Regions from separate parts of the Rattus norvegicus genome. Here region 2 is linked to region 1. The links are chromatin contacts, called in public Hi-C maps. All regions are on one chromosome and are shown on one strand. Each heading gives the region's core, a stretch centred on a gene start, on an enhancer-like site or on the middle of the called end of the contact. The rest is flanking DNA. Distances are from core to core; before and after follow the strand shown.

Region 1 (6,533 bases), core at 2,409-4,908:
TAAAATGTATGCATTTACATCCGCTATCAAATAAAACAGTTTGGACAAGCATGGACTGTCTCTTCATCCAGGATCTCTGCACCTAAATCTCACTGAAAAGGACTTCTCTCTTCCAGCCCCTCCATGCTCCCGGCACTCCTAACCAAACCCCCTGAGGGAAGTCTCTTAGCCCCACATTGTCTCTCCACTAGGTCATGAAATGTGCACTTTTCTCCACTGCCATCCTCGCCCAGTGGGTGCAGAACACCAGTTCCATCACCCACCAAACTGAACACTCAGAATGCCCATACTCACGTGGGAAGTGTAGGCAGGAAGAACCGAAGTTCGAGACCAGTCTTTTCCATAGCAAGACTGAAGCAAACCTGGATGACATGAGACACTGTCAGAACGTAATTCCCCTCACATCCCAGCGAGAGTAGATATCTCCCCTGATTTTCTGAATACAATAAATAAAGAATGGTCTCTTTTTAGTCCCCAGCCCTTGAGCTGAACGAGACTGGCTAAGTAAATATTTAAAGGTGTCATTAACCTGTGAGATATCCTGTTCTAAGCTGTGGCCCCATAGTTGACACCAGGAGAAGTTTCTGGAATCAGCAAGAGCTTGGCCAGCATGGTCTATTCCAGGCAGCTGAATGAAATAAGAGGATGTGACGGTTTTATCTTTGGTACCACACTAGCTCCCAACATCCTTCATCTTCTGTTTGATTAAACCATTTGAATGGCATCACAGCCATTGCTGACAGAGAGAGAGAGAGAGAGAGAGAGAGAGAGAGAGAGAGAGAGAGATTGGTGAGACAATCATTCACTTCTGACCTGCATAGTTCCTGCCTAACCACAGGCAGGCTAGCCTTGTGTCTACCCTAGAATCTGTGTTAGCATTTGTATTGCAATTAAATGGGAAACTTGAAGCTTGAAAATTATATCAACAAAATACAGGAAAATTAACCTATCGGATAGAAGAGACCCCCTCTGGGGTTCAACTCTGTCTTTTTTTTTTTTTTTTCGGAGCTGGGGACTGAACCCAGGGCCTTGCTCTTGCTAGGCAAGTGCTCTACCACTGAGCTAAATCCCCAACCCCTCAACTCTGTCTTAAGGATACTTCTGTCTTCAGATTCACTTTTGGTCTTCTTAATCCAAACAGGGATATGGTGCCCAGATGTATCTCTATTTCTCTTCATCTTCCTTTTTAGGCATATTCTCTCTCTCTCTCTCTCTCTCTCTCTCTCTCTCTCTGTTTTTTAAACATTGAATTTTATTTAGTAACTTATCATTCTTTGGTTCACTAGCTTCTTTTTTTTCAATCTGGCTGTGATTTCATTAATCTCTTGGTCCAGAAAGCAATAGTTGATTGTAGAGGGAAAAAAACACAGAGGAACAAAACCCAGCCCAGATTCAATTTGGGAGTGACTCTGATGATCAAAGAAGAAATGAGATCTGTGAACCATGAAAGATAAGAACTCAGACAAGGCTGATATTCATGACCTTGCTCTGTGTTAAATGTCCAGAACATCATAGTCAGTGGAACTGCAGTTTGCGTCCTCTTGTTCTGATGAGAACAAGAGGAAAAGGATTGAAGGAAAATATTATTCCATAAATTAGATGACAGGTCTTTGACTTGAAACTATTTAAATCTTAGATTTTGTCTAAGCGGAGCTGATCTCAAATCGATGACAATCCCAGTGTCTTTCAGGGTTAATGAAATCGAAGCAAAGTTGCAATTTGTTTTCATTTCAGGAGCCATCAGACAAAAGTCGCTGAGGGCTTCCATAAAAATCTAACCTTACCTGTTTGTTTCTCAGACACCCTGCAGACAGAACAGGGAGCATAATTCCAGTGGGCTGTGTCCTGTCGTATTAAGCAAGAACAGGATGCCGCGATCATGACAGGGCCAGGTCGAGAGTGAGACACAGGAGCCGATAACTTCACAGGGCCTGGGATCAACGGTTTGAAGGGCCACATGGAGGAATTACAGTGGCCCATTGATTCACACAGACTTAAAAGAATGGTTGCAAACCCTCAGAGGAGGCCATATGCTGAATGATTTGTGGTAAACCTCAGAGGAGGGCACAGAACAAACACAGTCCTGGAATGCAGCATTACCCCCAATCCAGGTGACAGGAATTTCTTGAGGCTTTCCAGTCACCAAAGGGGCATATGTCTCAATGTCTGATATGAGGCACAATGCAAGTTAAAATGCGAAGTCTCTTGGCCGGAAGTGATCTATTCAGACGAAACTGATAAAATAGTATTTTTAAAAACACTGTGATAAAGAATCTTTGCCTCTGCCATCATAGCTCTGAATAGAGCTGACATCTTGGTACTTTAAACCAAAGCTACTTGGCTGCAGACTTGGTCTGAAATTAAGTTGTTGTTCTAGAAGCTTCTTCAGAAATATTTATCAAAAAATATACTGAGGCATGACAGATGGTATTGTAACAAGGCATGTTTGAATATAAAGCATGTCTGGACTTCTCCTTCCTCTATGCATAGGAAAGAATTGGGCCTATAATTGCTGGCTGGTAACCTTGCTTCTGCAATATGGAGCCATGATGGATGGTTTCCTTTGAACAAGTCTGACTATTTATTATGTATTATTTTCATCATCATTCTTTTGTCTAGCTCAGAGTAGAGATTATAGTGGTTTCCATCGTAATTTCTTATTTTTCTTCATTTACAGCTCTGAGAAATGAGCTGAAATCATTAATGAGGACACTAAAGGACACTTCAGTTCTACCGTGCCCACCCATCTGGCTCTGTCTGACACAACGAATGGAATTATCAAGCCAATAATACATCTTTCTAGGAGATGGAGAGATGGATTCCCAAGGCATGGGCCTTCTGCCATAATTTCATGCTACATCCATTGGCCATAGTTTTACAGTTGTAAATTCTGTTAGGGTGGAAGTTGGTGTCCTGTTAATGCATCCCATCGACTCCCTTGTCAGCACTGGTCTTCTTGCTAATGGTTGAGCAAAACAGGCTTCAGAGAAAGGACTTTGTTCTATTTGTAGGAAGGTCAGGTTTGAGTCTACAGAAGGGAGCGTGGTGGTAAATGCCTATAATCCCAGCACTCAGGAGTCAGAGGAAGTTGGATTAGAAGGAAGTTCAAGGTCATCCTGGGCTACATAGTTTGAGGCCAGCCTGGGCTAACAGAGACCTATCCAAAACAAAACAAGTTGTTGTAGACGTCTATGGCTTTCCCCAATATTGTGTTTTCCTTCTGATCACTTTATGAGTTTGTTGTTAATATTTAATATTCTAAAAAGATTTAACTCTGACACAGAACTTTTTAACATGTGATAATGAATTCAGCCAGAGAAGTTGATAGGAAGTGATGACATGCCAGGAAAACATTTAATAACATTAAGATAAGGGGCAGAAGAAAAAGAATGGGATGGCACAGGACTCGATTAAAATATCAACAGAAGAACAGCACACTTAGTTTGAGCTCCAGCCCACAAGTGAGGCTCCTTGGATTTCAGGGTGGGGTTTCTCTTCCCTCAGGTTGGCTGTGATGTACGTTGGTGGGTTGTGCAATTCAGACTTTGGTGGAGGGCGATGCTGGACCAGTGACAGCTGCCTCACCAGATAGCCAATGAGAGCTGGGAACGATTGCATCATTGGCTGCCAGGAGGGAATGTGAATTCTGTCCTCCCTGCCGCCTGGGTGACTTTGGCACAGAGTCCCCACTACAATAGAAATCTTGGACACCACTGGCTGAGAGTGCCTCTGGGTATGGAAAGCTTTGAGGAATTCGGTACCCTTGACTTTGACTGTTGTTCATGATTTAAGTGTCTCATTATGTACATTTGGTCAAAGTGAAAGGATGGAAACTTCATACTTCTGTGTTGTTTTCCTTGTAAATCAGGCCAATGGGTAACTTCCAAATCAATAGTCAGTAGCTGTTTTGTAATCTGATTCTGAATGTGATGGCTGAGCATCTTAAAAAGATAACTTCTCTGCCCCAAATTTTTAAGGGATTGTCAATCATTTACTGATGGTTGATTGTTAACTATACAACTAGTGCACACTTCCTTAGGATAGTGATATTCTTTTCTATTTTTCTCTGAATGTTACAAACAGAATTCCAGTAAAAACAAACCTTCCAAGAAACATAAGAAAGCTCCAATGTAGGAGGAAGGATCTGAAAAAAAAAAAGCATGCTGTTGTAGAATGACCATGAGCCCCAGAATCTGTGAAAGTTCCTCCTCTTCCTCCTCCCCCACCCCCTTGCTCTTTTGCATTTATTAAAATCTGGCCTCTGCCTGAATCTGTTAAGAGTGACCTCTGCTGTTCAGCAGCAGTACTACAATAATTCAGAGATGATAGCAATTAGGCTTCCTTGGATAAGGGAGAATGGACAAACTGGAGTTTATGTGGAAAATTGAAGTGGAGTGACTTACTTCAAAACTATCTGTTTGCAAAGGAAATCACAACGTAGGAATTTCCAATTCATCCCAGAGAAGAGTTTCAATGTTTGTCTCATTGCCAAAGTTGTTTGGTGCTCAATATTATCTTTGATGCTGTCCTCCAGATGGCAAGGGCTAGTTAGAACTAGGAAGTCAACAAGATCTCAGAATGACACAGATCATTTTCAGTCTAGAACATATGACATCATTACACATCACTAATTTGTCTGGGTCACCTGAAATAACACCTTGCCATTCTTGAAGGAACAACAAAATGTCGTAATGTTATATGCCTTGAGATGGAATAGTTCTCTTATTGACTGTGAACAGTGGTACTGATGGAACTAGGATTTCTGGCATCTAGTGCTGTACTGAAAGTATTTATCTATGTATTGTGTAAGACAAGTGTTACAGAGGCATTTGTAGCATCCTGGGGAACTGTTCGTTTCGAATAGTGAGGCAACCAAGATGTCCCCTTGTCTCAGGATGGGTACTTCCCTGTCTAGTATGTATGAGTTGAGAGAGAACTGAAAGACCATCATTTAAATAATTTTCATTTCCTCTGAAATGAAAGTAAAAGACTCGTCAGTGAGTAATTTAACTCCTTTAGGGATAAATATTAGCTGCTTTAATTATGTAGCTAACATCTTAGCTTTTGGTTGTGATTCCTATGTCCCTGTCTACAGTCATACTACTTGAAACATGCCAGATCTCATCTGATTTCTCAGCTTAGAAATATTGATTGCATAACTGTCATCTGTCTAGATATGTATATTATCATATAGTAAATGTGACCTTCAGAATAAAATTTTAGCAGGTACAGGTTCCTCCAACATATTTATGGTCACAAATAAGAAACCTCATTTCTCTGCATCTCAGCTGCCACAGCTGTAATGCAGGTTTGCATAACACCTACCGTCAAGGAAAATTTTAAAAGACAGGACAAATGCAGACAGAATGACCTGTTATAGCCAGCAACCATTGTCTTCTCCCAAACATGTCTGAAATCCATTACCGGACTGGCTAGGTTCTAGCTCCTTTCCCATAATGTAAACAGTACAACGAGCCACTGTGTACTGGTCCAGTAGAGAAAAGAACCAGTCGAATTCTAGTTGTCTTGTTTCATTTAGGTTAACTAGTTCTGCAAGCAGCTTAGCAACACCCCCTTGGCTTCTATTTTTTTTCTATCCTTTAGGCTGATAATTCTTGTTTTTATAACTTGAATGAGTTTTTCTTTTTTAATCCCCTTAGTTTCCTTAATAATGGGCTATATAAAGCTTGGCACATGCTTATTATGTATTTGTATAAAGATTATGTTTTTAGCATTTTAAAAATTGGGTTGTGTCAAAGCAGCTTGAAGAATTTTTGTCGAAACTAAATGAGGGAGGACCAGGAGAGAGACTTCTTCTCTGTGACTACCAAATGATTTCACTCCTTCTTCTCTCTCTCTCTCTCTCTCTCTCTCTCTCTCTCTCTCTCTCTCTCTCATCCTCCCTCTCTCTTTAATTTCTTCCCTCTCCCCTCCAGTGTTAAAGGGTAAGTAGACATATTGGCTGACTTTGGGATCTGGCAGGGATTCTAGGAAGAAGACCTTGTGATGACACTGTAGCAGATCCTGGTTGCCAACTTGGCATCCTCTCCTGACACCATTCCTCCCTTACCCCAGGTTGCTACAAGTGTCTACTTTTAGCTTATTGTCACTTTAAAATTATTTTTTCTTGGTTGTCCAGTCAAAAGAGGAGGCATTATCCCGTCATCTGGCATTTTAATATGCACCAAACACAAGGCACCGTGTTTGGAAAGGGGCTCTAAGAATGAGTGAGAAGAGACGATGGAGGGACCCTGCTGTGACTCCATTTTACTTGGCAGGATACCTCCTCACACTTTAAAGAAGTGAGACATGACCCATGTTGAATTCCTGTAGATATTTCCAGAAGAGCCTTAACTCTTTAACTCTTCGTAGTTGTAACTTTCAATTGAAATGAACTTACTTACCTTCCTTCCTCTTGACATAATCTTGAGGTCTCCTTATGACATTGCTTTGCCTCCCCACCCTGAGACTGAGAGACTGAGAAATTCCCACCACCAGATGCTACATAGCCATGCTTGGAGAGCACTTCTGCT
Region 2 (6,533 bases), core at 2,172-4,671, 230 kb before region 1:
AAAATGGATGGGATGCTAACAACACGAGGTACTACAGAGGATAATTGCAAGGATGTGTCAAGTCACACACTGAGGGACAGAGAGGAGGTCATACCAAACCTTTCAGAGGGAGAAAAACTCCTTGAGAAGATTTTTTTCTGTATCACTAAAACTACATACATTCCACACTACTGCAAAATGGATAACACAAAGGGTTATTTCTGGATAGCTCTGGAGATGGTCCAGCCTCAACATTTAGTAGCTATGAAGCCTCGGGCAAGTGCCATAATGCTTGGAGCCATATTGTCCGCGATTATACAGTGGAGATAATAATGGGGCTCCCTTGCTATGGTTTTGATGCAGACTACATTGCACAGCACCAGGACAAGGTAGGCAGCTAATAAATATTACAGAGATCACTGCTGTGCGGTTGTTACTCTCATTATACAGTATGCCAAGTGGACCAAAAAGCAATCCGATGCGATTTCTTCTTTAATATTTTACAATTCAGACTTTAGAAATAATTTAGCAATTTGTTCAAATGAATTGGAATTACAGAGGATTTATTGTGAGGGGGGAAATGTATATTTTCAAAGTAAGAAATTTTGTTAAATGTTTTCTTTCAGGTTTTTTAATAACTCTGTAACTCTGGTTACTGCATCGAATAACTCTCTCTCTCTCTCTCTCTCTCTCTCTCTCTCTCTCCTTCCTTCTGTGTGTGTGTTCTCTCACTTTCTCTATGTGTGTATGTGAATGTATGTGTGTATGTATTTATGTATGCTTGTAAGTCTATAGCATGTGCATGTGGAATTCAGAAGACAACCTTGAGTGTTACTGCCCAGGTTCTATCTACTTTTTTATTGGTCGGTTGGTTTTACTGCAATGGTTCTCAACCCATGGAGGGGTCACATATCAGATACCCTGCATATAGATATTTACATTATAATTCATGACAGTAGCAAAATTACAGTTATGATGAAACAACAAAGTAATTGTATGGCTGGTGGTCACCACAACATGAAGGGTTATGGTTAAGAGCAAGGGTTTGAGCAGTCTCTCTCATCTGCCTGAGACTTACCAAGGAGAGCAGGCTGGTTGCTGAAGGAGCCCTAGAAATCTGCCTCCCCAGTGCTAGATGCCAAGTGTGTAGGCACCATATTTGGCTTTGGTTTATTTTAGGTTTGTTTTTGAGGACACTGTTTTATTGTTTTATTTTGTTTGTTTTGTTTTGTTTTGAGACAGGGTCTCACATATAACTGCTGATCTGGAACATACTATGTAGACCAGGCTGACCTTGAACTCCTAGAGATCTTCCACCTCTGCCTCCTGAGTGCTCTATCAGGCCAGCCTCGGGTTTCTTTTGGGGTCTAGAATCCAAGTCCTCATGCTTGTGAGGCAGCTGCTTTACTAACTGAGCTATGACCCTATCACACAGCACTTTTGTTTTTATATTTACAATTTTTATTGGATATTTCCATTACTTACATTTCAAATGTTATCCCCTTTCCCAATTTCCCCTCTGGAATTTCCTTATCTCATTCCCTCCTCCCCTTGCCTCTATGAGGGTGTTCCCCCACCCACCCACCGACTCCCTTCCATCTCCCCACCTTGCCATTCCTCTACACAGGGGCATTGAGCTTTCACAGGGTCAAGGGCCTCTCCTCTCATTGATGCCCAATAAGGCCATCTTCTGCTACATATGTGGCTGGAGCCATGGGTACCTCCTTGTGTACTCTTTGGTTGGGAGCTCTGGAGGATCTGGTTGATATTGTTGTTCTTCCTATTGGGTTGAAAATCCCTTCAGCTCCTTCAGTCCTTTTTCTAACTCCTCCATTGGGGGCCCTGTTTTCAGTCCAATGGTTGGTTGAGATCATCTGACTCTTTATTTCTCGAGGATGTGAAGAAAGAGGAACACTCCTCCATTGTTGGTGGGATTGCAAGCTGCTACATCCACTCTGGAAATCAGTCTAGAGGTTCCTCAGAAAATTTGACACTGAACTACCTGAGAACCCAGCTATACCACTCCTGGGTATATACCCAAAAGATGCTCCAACGTACAACAAAGACACGTGCTCCACTATGTTCATAGCAGCCTTATTTATAATAGCCAGAAGCTGGAAAGGACCCAGATGCCCTTCAACAGAGGAATGGACACAGAAAAGGTGGTACATTTTCACAACAGAGTACTATTCAGCTATTAAAAGCAATGATTTCATAACTGACCCCACAGCACTTTTAACAAGTAATTCAACAGAAAACGAATCCCTTTTGTACACAGCCTTCCAGGATTATTTCCTACATCTTGACCTCAAATCCCATTTATACTTTCATTCCACCTATGATGCAAATGTTGGTCAAAACCTAAGGTTTAGATCGTGTACTTAGAAATGTTATGTTTTTAAGGTGAGAGGCAGGGTTATGTGCTTGCCGATTGGGAGATATTAAGTCAAATTGTCTTCCGTAACCAAAATCAACTAAATTAAATTGATCAACACTTGACAATAGATCGAAGCACTGTATAAAACTATTGTTTCAAAAATGTATTTCATAACACGGGTAGACTTTTCCCCCAGAAAACCCGAAATATGAAGGAACAAGCTAAGCTTGTACAGCGAAAGGAAGACAATTATTTGTTTTCAAAAGGGACTGTTGCATGAAAACAGATTCCTTCCCAAATTGAGCTTCGGGTGTGTTTGCATTGACTCCGAGCTAAGAAGCCTGATTTGTATGGACCACACATATTGAATAATTTGTGAAATTATGCTCACGTCTAGAGCAAAGAAAAAGCCCACTTTTTTTTTTTTTTCATTTTGGCATCATTAGGCTCACGGGTCTTCTAACAGATCTCCACAGTTTTAAAACAAAAATCAGCCTGGATGTACTGGCCTTCATCATTTGCAAATGGGTCGAGTGACCCTGGGTACCTTCATTGCAACTAGGATGAAAAATGCGGGGCTCTGACAGCCAGCATTGAGCATCACATAGAAGAAGTCTAATTAGCATTTCTGTGCTAATTAAAAGCAATGCTGGGTTAGTTCCAATATCATGCTTTTAAATGGCGGATGTCTCAAGAGAACGAAGTTGGTGGTAAAATGTGTTTCCAAAGGAAAAGCCCCTCATAAACTTTCCTAAGTGACAGGATTTGTTGCTGTTATTTACGTCTCATTATAAGGGTGGACGATATCGCTGTGACTTCTTTTAATCAGTTTTTCACTTTCACTCTCTCCTGCTTTGCAAGCGGTGGGGAATTCAATGTGTTTTTCTGCTTGCTTAAATCCTCTGACCAGCGGCTTTCACACAAAATTAATTAAGGATTTTCTAAATGGAGAACACGCCATGAAAGACAGAAGCAGTTCGGGATTTGCGGTCTTTCTTTCAGACAGTGCAAAATACACAGTGTACCAAGCCACTCCAGCCTTTCCTGGAAAAAGAGAAATTTAGAGACAAACACCACCTTGCCTGAAACCCAACAGTTCTTTCAAATAAACAGATGACGGCCGCTGATTAAATACCTTTTTCAAACATTGCCCAATTATTCCAACTCACAAAGGTTCTACATGGTGTTAAATCTGATTTTCTTTCCAAGCAGAATGTCGGGGGTGGTGGGGAGCGAGGGAGGGGAGATCACGGGGAGGTGGGGAGAGGGGGAAGCTATTGTTCCACCACATTCCATTCCTGTTAAATCAACTTGATATACGAGATAAATTAAGTCTGCACTGCAGGTCAGTGAATTTCTATTAACTACTTATTATGGAAGAAAGGAAAGCGGTCTAGTCAAGAACTCTTACACATCAGCCGAAGCAAGCTGTCACTCTGTTTAAGTTTCACAATAAATGTGCCTCTGTCTCACACATGTGAAAGAGAAAGGGGGGGAAAATCCCGTCATTTAGCATTTAAGCTCTGATGGCCAATGTGCATGAAGCTGAAGAAGCAGTCCACCCTAGAGTGACTGCTTTCCCCAACTTAAAAGGCTAGGAAGCTCTGGATTTTGATAAGATTTGCTGATGTATCAGGCCTCCATTCAAAAACAGGCCTCCAGGGGGTTTGAAAACATGGCCACCTGGTTGACATTTGTGTGGCCAGGACCACAAATCCACACCATCTGTTTCTACCAGATCCAGTGACTGTAGGGTAAAATGAAACCCTCCCCTCTGAGTAAGTCCCCAGAGAAGAAATGGCTCAAGTTCTCTCCATGGGAGGTGAGCTGAACCAGAGTCTGGAAGGCCAACCTCAGAGACAATTTCTGTGAGAGGATTAGTACTGCTGAGGTGCAGAAAAGAGTCTGGGCCACCGGACATACTGGATTCTAAACACTGTGAGCAGGCCTGGGGAGAAGTGACAGGTAAAGTGATCAGCAATAACAAAGCATGCAGACCGGTCCTTCCTGTGTCCACCTTGCTGAAAGCCAGGCACCTGGGACAGGAGACTTCCTCCTGGGAACAATGGTTCCCTGGAAGCCTGGCAGTGTGCGTGTGGCTCTAACCCCTGTTCATAATACAGGTATGAGAGTGCCTCCTAACACCTGCTGACTTTTCCCAGTTCAGATCCCAAATAATTATTCCGGAAGCCAAGGAGAAACCCAGAAAAGTGAGTGAATGTGGAAATTAATGAGTGAATCACTCAACCCGAATATAAATAATTTAAATTACAACAGTCTGTGAAAGCAGAGGCAATGGGGACAAATTGAGGCACATGTCTAAGAAAATAGAAATGTTTGGGAAAACATATTAAGGTTTATGTTACAAACACATGTATGTGTGTATGTGTGTGTGTGAGTATACACATTACAATGAATAATCACAATTAAAATAAAACAAAAGTGTTTCATGGAAGGAATTCAAAGTAAAGACCATGATTTATCAAATAAAAACTATAGTAGGTTAATTTTCCAGAAATTAATTTCACTCATATTATTAAAAATATTATTTCAATGTGTAACCAATATAAAAATATATATTAAATAGAGGCATTGTACTCTCTTTGCTGTACTGTCTTTAAAACCTAGAATTTGCTACTTAGTATTTACAGTAATATTATTGTAATACCATATTGCCTATAATTATTCTCTGTTGGAATTAGCCACAGTTTAAGGTCTCAGAGAGTGAATGTTTGCTGTTAAGATCAAAATGAGCAGTGACAAAAGAAATGTCACCAGATTCACAGTTGAAGTCAGAGATGGAAATACACAACCCCATAGTCCCAGGGTGAGCCACGACATTCAGGTCAACAACCAACCACATCTAGGACAGTGTTCATGCTGTGGTGATACTGGCATTGTCTGAAAATACAGCATATACAATGCAATAAGCATACAGTATTTATTAATGATAATGAACAACTAGGTTACTAATTTATATATTTATTATGATTTTAAAGTGAACTCCTATTTATTAAAAAATTTTACTTTAAGACAGTTTGTCATGCTAGGTTTTTATTGCTATGAAGAGACACTGTGACCAAGGCAACTTTTATAAAGGAGAACACGGGGTTGGGCATGTTGTACACTTTCAGAGGTTCAGTCCATGATCATCATGGCGGGAAGTTGGGCAGCATGCAGGCAGACATGGTATTGGAAGAGTCAAGATTTCTACCTCTTGATCCACAGGCAAGAAGAAGGAGACTGTGTTCCAAACTGAGCAACCTTGAGCATGTATGAGACCTCAAAGCCTGCCCCGACAGTGACACACTTCCTCCAACAAGGCCACACCTCCTCCAACAAGGCCACACCTCCTCCAACAAGGCCACACCTACTCCAACAAGGCCACACCTACTCCAACAAGGCCACACCTACTCCAACAAGGCCACACCTCCCAATAGTGCCTCTCCCTATGGGCCAAGCATTCATACATGAGTCTATGGGGGCCACACCTAGTCAAATAACACACATGTATACTAGTTACCTTTTCTCTCTGCTGTGACAAAACACCCTGCAAAGGCAACTTCAGGAAAGAAGAGTTTATTTAGGCTCACAGTCCCATGGTACTTCCTATCCTAGTAGGAAAGCCATGCAGCAGGCTGGCTGCGTTAACAATGCATTTATAGACTTAAAGCAGAAGGAAATGACTGTCGGTGCTTGTTTGGTTTCTTCTTTTACACAGTCCAGGTTCCCTACCCACAAAACGATGACACCCACAATGGAAAAGTCTTTCCACCTCAATTAATCTGACTTAGACAGTCCCTCATGGGCACACAGAAATGTTCTTCCACTAGGTGGTTCTGGGTCCCATCAAGTTAAGCATCACACCACGCTACACCTACAGCAAGCTCACCTAGCCTTGGTTAGCAAGTCTTTTGAGTATAGTTGTCACTCGTACATGAGTTGCTCTTTTTATTCTTCATGGTCTTAGGAGCAATAGTCTATTATATATATATATATATATATATATATATATATATATATATATATATATATATATATATATGTGTGTGTGTGTGTGTGTGTGTGTGTGTGTGTGTGTGTGTGTGTGTGCCTTATAGCCTAATGCTCAATGGTTTATACCACTCTGGGTATGTATAAATGGACACTATGATGTTCAGACAAACACAACATCAGG

Evidence for each region. A called contact is a pair of places that touch in the nucleus more often than the background predicts.
Region 2: a contact with region 1 is called in a Hi-C map of liver, with 8 times the contacts expected there. The contact joins two enhancer-like sites.

What each region holds. Positions count from the first base shown.
Region 1 is chr7:28,739,711-28,746,243 of GRCr8, reverse strand. No RefSeq gene overlaps it. Among named protein-coding and RNA genes, the nearest start is that of Mir135a, 240 kb to the right of the region's middle. Within about 2 kb of position 3,658, at least 2 of the 93 cell types and tissues checked have an H3K27ac peak or open chromatin away from gene starts, as enhancers often do. A contact at or near this core is called in liver, where this site is marked.
Region 2 is chr7:28,970,464-28,976,996 of GRCr8, reverse strand. No RefSeq gene overlaps it. Among named protein-coding and RNA genes, the nearest start is that of Nedd1, 190 kb to the left of the region's middle. Within about 2 kb of position 3,421, at least 16 of the 93 cell types and tissues checked have an H3K27ac peak or open chromatin away from gene starts, as enhancers often do. A contact at or near this core is called in liver, where this site is marked.